Regions from separate parts of the Sus scrofa genome. Here region 2 is linked to region 1. A link is a contact called in public Hi-C data. All regions are on one chromosome and are shown on one strand. The core of a region is the stretch at or near the end of the contact, and the rest is flanking DNA. Distances in the headings are between cores, read along the strand shown.

Region 1 (3,318 bases), core at 366-2,865:
TCCGCTTAGACATCACTTCCCCCAGGAAACCTATCCTGATAGGTTAGATTTTGGGGGAGCCACGCTCATGGCATACAGAAGATTAAACCTTTGCCAGGGAGTAAACCTTTCCCGCAGTAATGACACCACCAGATCCTTAACTCACTGAACAACCAGGGAACTCCTAGGTTAGATATTCCTTTTCCATATTGTGCTTCCATAACATCCTTTATTACCCTGTGATAGCAGATATCACCTCTACCATAATGAATGTGAGGGCTGACTTTCTTTTTCTCCTCTTGCACCCTGAGCACATGGAAGTTCCTGTGCCAGGCATTGAACCTGCACTGCAGTTGTGAAGTGCGCCACAGCTGCAGCACATACTGGCCTTGTAACTTTGGACATGTAATGTAACTTCTTTGTTGAGTCAAGTAACATCAAAGTGCCTGCCTTATAGATTTGTTGTGTTTGAAGATGAAATGATTCAAAATAAAGTGATTGGACACATGTATACTACATAGCAAGGGCTATGAAAAACAATTTGTTTTGGTGTGGTGGGGATTATTAGTCTACTCCCTGATTAGTGGAGAAATTCATAATTCATTCTGAGTTAAACTGCTACCACCTCATTCCATTCTTTAGTGTAGCTTGGCTTAACTATGGATGGCCTCCCAGAAAGTTTAAAAGTATGATGCAAAGCAGGGTAATTGTGCGTGGACAATTCCTTCAGTGCTGAGAAGTAAGCAGAGTCTCTGCTGTTCTAGAATGAACATTTTAGTGGGGGAGATAAATAATCAACAATCAATATACAATTTCAGACAGCATTCACTGAAGCCATGCCAGCGCAATAACCTTTACACTAAATTCAGCACAGTGTTCAGCTAAGAATGGCAAAGGGGAAGACCTTTTTTTTCTTTTTTTTTCTTTTGGTCTCTTTAGGGCTACACCTGAGGGACATGAAAGTTCCCAGGCTATCGTTTAAATGGGCTCCATAGTTGCCGGCCTACACCACAGCCACAGCAATGTCAGATCCAGGCTGTGTCTGTGACCTACACCATAGCTCACAGCAACACCAGATCTTTAAACCACTGAGCGAGGCCAGGGATCGAACCTGTGTCCTCATGAATACTAGTCAGGTTTGTTACCATTGAGTCACAATAGGAACTGCCATTTTTGTCCTCTAAACACAAGTGTACTTTCCAAAGAATAAAACCATGTATTTTCTTAAAAGTCATGTCTCATACAAATACAAAATGAACAGTCTCAAAGATCTTATTTAGTAATTAATCAATAAGGGGACCAGTAAGATATAAGAACCAGTTTAAAGAACCAATAAAGTAACTACTTACATTGTTCAAACCAGGACTGGGAAAAGAATTTACAAATAGCTGCAAAATGGCTTTTTCCAAGGAGGGGGAATTCAACAAGAAGTTTGATGGACAAGAAGAATATTTCCTCTTGCTATCAGTTATCTACAATTTAGAGTTGAACAGATGTCTACTGAAAAAAACCCAAAAAACAAAAAAACCATGCACAACCTAAAAGCTGAGAACTATGTTTTATTTGCCAGATTTACTGAGGACTTGAGTCCAGGAGACATTCTCTCAGACAGCTCTCAGGGGCTGTTCTAAAGAGGTAAAGAAGCAGCGGATATACAGCGGTTTTTTACAAAAAAATCCCAGGTAGTCAGAACATCAAGATCACAGGGCTTTTCCATTTATGGTAAAATCCAAGAGTCTAGGCTTACTGAAACTATCCCTTTGATATGCACCTTACCATCGAGTGCCAGCAACCTATTTTTCTGCTATCCTGAATCCCCTCAGGGTGTACCACCCACTGGTGGTGGCTTCAGAGGCTGATGCCTTGATGCCACAATTTCCTTTGTTTACTGAAATGGGCAGATGACATTCTTTGCTCCCTTAGCTCCACAAGGAAAGATGGAGAGCCCCTGTAGATGCAGAATACCCAGAAAAGTGAGCCAGACAATGGCTGGTTTTTCACGGAAAACGCCTAGGTCCCTGTGTTTCACCATTTTTGTGAAATTGTGTTTCCTTGTGTGTCATTGTGTTTCATAATTTTTCCGTATAAACGTCACTCTATCATTACCCAGGAGCTAAGCAGTTCTTCCACTTTATTTTGCTTCTATTTTTCTCAATCCTTCTTAGCTGCCCTTGGCAGGGAATGGTATTTCTTTGCTTCTACCATGGAGGCGTCAGTGTGAGTTAAAACAGAAACCTAACCTTACTCCTCCAGGAAGTCCCGAATTTCTTCAGTCGAAAAGGCCCCGGAGCGGGAATTAGCCCCGCCCCGCCCCTTCCTCACAGGCCCCGCCCCTGACCAGCCCAATAATCAAACTGCGCGCAAAGGTCACGTGAGCAGCTGTTGTCCCGTGACACTTCGGAAGCGGTACGTGGCAGACGTCACTCAGAAAAGTCCTTCGTGCAGGCTTTCCGCCACCCACCTCATCTCGCCTCTCCTTTTTGCCATCAAACGCTTCTCTTGGGAATGGTGAACTACCGACCTCGCCCCCAACCAGAACTCCTCTAGACCGACGAGCTAGCTCATGCCCTCACGTGAGAGGCGGGGATTTATTAGTGCTAAGACGAGTTGCGATTCTGATTGGGCGTGAGTCTTGTCAATCTCCAGGCTTTTCCAATCAAGGGCCGCGTCCGCCCAGCTTTTCGCTCTTCTATTGGCCTGAGTGCGGGAAAGGTGGAGAAAAAGGCTAAAAGGAACTCGCGCGAGAGTGGCGCTCGGTACTCAGTGCGCAGGTGCGAAGCCTCTTGGCTGGGGCCCTGGCCGGGGGCTGGCTTGAAGACGCGTCGTTTGGTTTTGGACGCTTTGAGAGAGCCGTCTGGTATCAACCGCTGGGCGGAAGGCGTTTGTCAGGGGCCCGGCCACGAACGAGGCCCACGAGTTTCCCGATGGTGTCCATGACTTTCAAGCGGAGCCGCAGCGACCGGTTCTACAGCACCCGGTGCTGCGGCTGTTGCCATGTCCGCACCGGGACGATCATCCTGGGGACCTGGTACATGGTAAGGGCGGGCGAGGCGCGGGGATAGAAGCCCTGGGGGGAGTGCCCAAGAGTGGGAAGTGGGAGGGGGGCTGGTCCGAAAGGAAGTGAGTGTTCCCACTGGGAGGGGGTGGGGCGGGAGGCGTAGAGGACCTTCTTTGCGGGGGGGGTGGGCTCTAACTTTGAGGTGGGGAGAGTGTCTCGGAATCGGAGGGGTTGGGTGGCGATGGGAAGGTTGTTGCTTGGTAGGGTTAAGAGGAGAAAAGCAGGATTGGGAAAGGCAGAGGAGTAGCGGGCAGTGGGTGGGGGGCGGGATGAGGGTGCTA
Region 2 (3,318 bases), core at 237-2,736, 57 kb after region 1:
CCGAACCCGCAACCTCATGGTTCCTAGTCGGATTCGTTAACCACTGCGCCACGACGGGAACTCCCTAATCACATCTTAACCTTGGCCAGTTGATTGGAATCCCTTGACTTAAATAGTAACTGATTTTTTTTTCTTTCTTGACTCCAGTAATAGGGAGCCCGTGATCAGGGTGCCAACATATCTTAGGAATGTACAGCTGATGCTGAAGAAAAATACACATACATTTTAAAACAAATAAAAAATATATTATCTGAATGGGATGGGGGGGTTAAGTTTGGAAAGAATTTCTCAGCGAGACCTGATTTGTGTTGTTTGACTAGGCACAACTGGCCAAGAGGGTAGGAAATCATAGGATATACTAAATGGCCTTCTAGGCAGTCAGGAATGCTGGGATGAAAGCACATTGGCTTGCTTAAAGTGGGGACACCAAATCTTCATTTTAGGATTGATGGAAGATCTGATTTTATCCGGGGTTTAGATTTGATGGAAAATGCACTAGGACCATTGTCAATTTTTGAGTATGCTGGGTGAGGCAAGAGACCTCGGTCAAAGAATTTGGACCTTATTTGCCTGATCTAGGGAATGGCTCTAGGTGGGAAAATTAGCTACCGCAGCGTAAAGCACATGCTAGATTTACAAATCAACAGTGCTAGCCACAAATAAGGAGAAGAGAAAACCAGAAAGAAAGAGAAAATAGGTGAGACTACATAATTTCATGGGCGTTTCTGCCCTATGTTGAAAATTGTGGCGGTAACTCTCCAAGCATTCAGAAAGGACAAAGAGAATTGAAGAAAGAACTAAGGTAGAAAAAAGAAGACTATAAAATAGGCGACAGCAAGCAAGAAAATCCTAAACACCTCAATTAAAGATGGAAGGCTATGCCCCCAAAGAAATGACATGCTCACATACATTCTTTTTATCACGCATGTTTTTTATCGGGATCCTTGGGCTGCAGTAACACCTTAAGCAAACCACTAAAAAGTTCTAAAACAAAGAGAATTAACAAACTCTCCAACACCCAAGTTATTCCGGGGAGCTAATCCCCAAAGGAAGGTTTGCAAGCTTCGAAAACACGTTTGTGCCTCCATTTGGCCAACGGCGCCAGGCTACCAAATGCAGTCAAAAACGTTTCCCTTTCAACAATGTTGGCCCCTTGGGGCTTAGAAAACACCCGGTCATTACGACCTCATCTGAAGGGGTGCCTTTCCTCCTGTGTTGGTGCAGACAACCCGGGCGAGTTCCACCGAGACCGTCCGAGGTGTGGCCGGTCCTCGGAGCCCGCGTGGACGGAGGGCAGCTGAGGCGACGAGACAGGGCGCTGAGGGACGCCGTCCGGCCCCGGGGCAGGGCACAAAGGACCACTAGCACAACAACCAAGTACAGCCTCCACTCGGGCCCGCGACCCCGGCTCTACCACCGCGCCCACGACGTCCGCGCAGGCGCAGGACGATGCGAGGGCGACACCGGAAGTGTCCTTTGGCGCCCCGGATGCGACCGGGCGCTGGCGGTTGCCAGGGCGACGGGAGCTTCCGAGAGCCGCTGGTGCTGGCAGTTGGCTGCTTAGAAGTTTCCCGTTGCGGGCCTTGACTGCTGGGGTTGTCCTCTCAGGGTTCCTAGGATGTTCTTTTACCTGAGCAAGAAAGTGAGTTTCCCAGGGTTTGTCCTCGCTCCCCCTCCCATCTCTAGTCCTGCAGGCTTTCCCGCATCCTGCCCGAGAGGCCGGGCGTCCAGATCGCCGTTTCGCCATCCCTCCTCCCGCATTCCTGCATGATCCAGCCTGGGACCTCCTCCTGCCAGTCCCCCAGTCCCAAATAGTCCTTGGCGAAGCCAGCAGCTCTCTCGCACAATTCTTTCTCATTCCTGCCCCTGGTTAGGTCCTTTGCGGGGGCCAGGGGTGAGGGCAGAGCACTGCGTGTTTCTACCTGTTTCCGATTCGGGTGACTTAAATTCTTTGGATCATCCCGGGCTTCTGGGTAGGAGAAAAGTAATAATAAAAATGTAGCCAAAGGGTGTGTGGAAAGGGAATGTGGCTTGACGGTATAGATTTATGCCACCGTTACACGCCCCCTGCTTTAAAAAATGCATCAGGTCACTTCCCCGTTGGGTTCGTTCGCAGTCACGGCCCTTCTCTTGCCTTTCTTTCTTTCTTTTACAAATGTGGGGCCCGGGGCAGTTCAGGGGACTATGCTAATTTTCATAAGGCTCAAGTTCTCAAGGCTGCCGTTTTTCTTCTTCGGCGCTCATCTCCCGTAGACTCATTCCCAGCCCCTTCGTGGAAAGTTGTGAGAATGGCTGTGGTTACTTTTCAGATTTCTATTCCCAATAACGTGAAGCTGAAATGTATATCTTGGAACAAGGACCAAGGATTCATAGCCTGTGGTGGTGAAGATGGATTACTGAAAGTTTTGAAATTGGAGACGCAGACAGGTAAATGAACATAAGCCAAAATCTTTGAACTTGTTCTGTGAGATTTGTTCATGGGGTTTGTCAGAATGCAATTCTAATTCTTTCAAAAGGAAAAAAAACAAAACCCCAGATATTTGGAGGTGTTTTTCTAGAGTATTTTCTCAATAAAGTTCAGAGAATATCCAATGTAAACATCAGAAGGTTTTTGCTAAAGTTATTGATGGAAAGTGAAAGAGAACAAAGAATGAAAACTAAGTCACTATGCTGCCTTATGCTAAGTGTTATTTATTGTGCTATATTATTGAGGCTAATAAAAATGATGTGAATCAGCATTTCACTAAGGTCACAAAATCTCACATTTTGGCAAATTGTTTACAGGCCTCTCTCATCCTTTCCACTCTTCAGATGTGCTAATAAGTATGTACCTAGTTTCCAAGAACAGAAAGTGGAATTAAAACCTTTTTATTAATAAATCCCTTGTGTTTTACAGCTTGATCTCTCTTTTTTTCTAGTTCTCTGGAATCATAGCAAACAGCTTCACATTTCTTTAGTATTTAGTGTTGCTCTAGGTTGGAAAGTTAGACAATTCCTAATCTAAAGTGTAGACTAGATAAGGAGATTGGAGTTGGAACCTTAGCTTTGTTGTAAGACTTCCGAATGTCTTTCAGCAAGTTGCTGAGTATCTTTGGGTTTTAGTTCACGCTTTTGTAAAATGAGTTGAACTGAATTATTCAGTAAGGAATAATTTTTTGGATTCCTTACAGCATTGCTTCTCAAGCTTTATCAGGCTAAGAATCATCTGAAGAGGCTGTTCAAATGGATTTCTGGGCTCTTGCCCCAGAGTAGATCTGGAATGGGGTCTGAGAATTTGCATTTCCAGTGATACTGGTGTGGCTGGTTCTCAGGCCACAC

Evidence for each region. Hi-C and Micro-C count contacts between places; a contact is called where the count stands out from the background.
Region 2: a Hi-C map of liver shows a contact between it and region 1, with 1.8 times the contacts expected there. The contact joins the promoter of WDR35 here to the promoter of LAPTM4A in region 1. A contact is called at or near these places in 6 of 47 Hi-C or Micro-C datasets (alveolar macrophages, fetal liver, heart right ventricle and 2 more) and 2 of 2 datasets of contacts at active chromatin or transcription factors (alveolar macrophages and skeletal muscle).

The regions. Positions count from the first base shown.
Region 1 is chr3:118,150,251-118,153,568 of Sscrofa11.1, forward strand. LAPTM4A (lysosomal-associated transmembrane protein 4A) reads left to right here and starts at 1,616. Exons shown (of 7, transcript XM_005662724.3): 1 at 1,616-3,014. The coding sequence starts at 2,904.
Region 2 is chr3:118,207,626-118,210,943 of Sscrofa11.1, forward strand. WDR35 (WD repeat-containing protein 35) reads left to right here and starts at 1,487. Exons shown (of 29, transcript XM_021087811.1): 1 at 1,487-1,642; 2 at 2,310-2,427. The coding sequence starts at 1,619.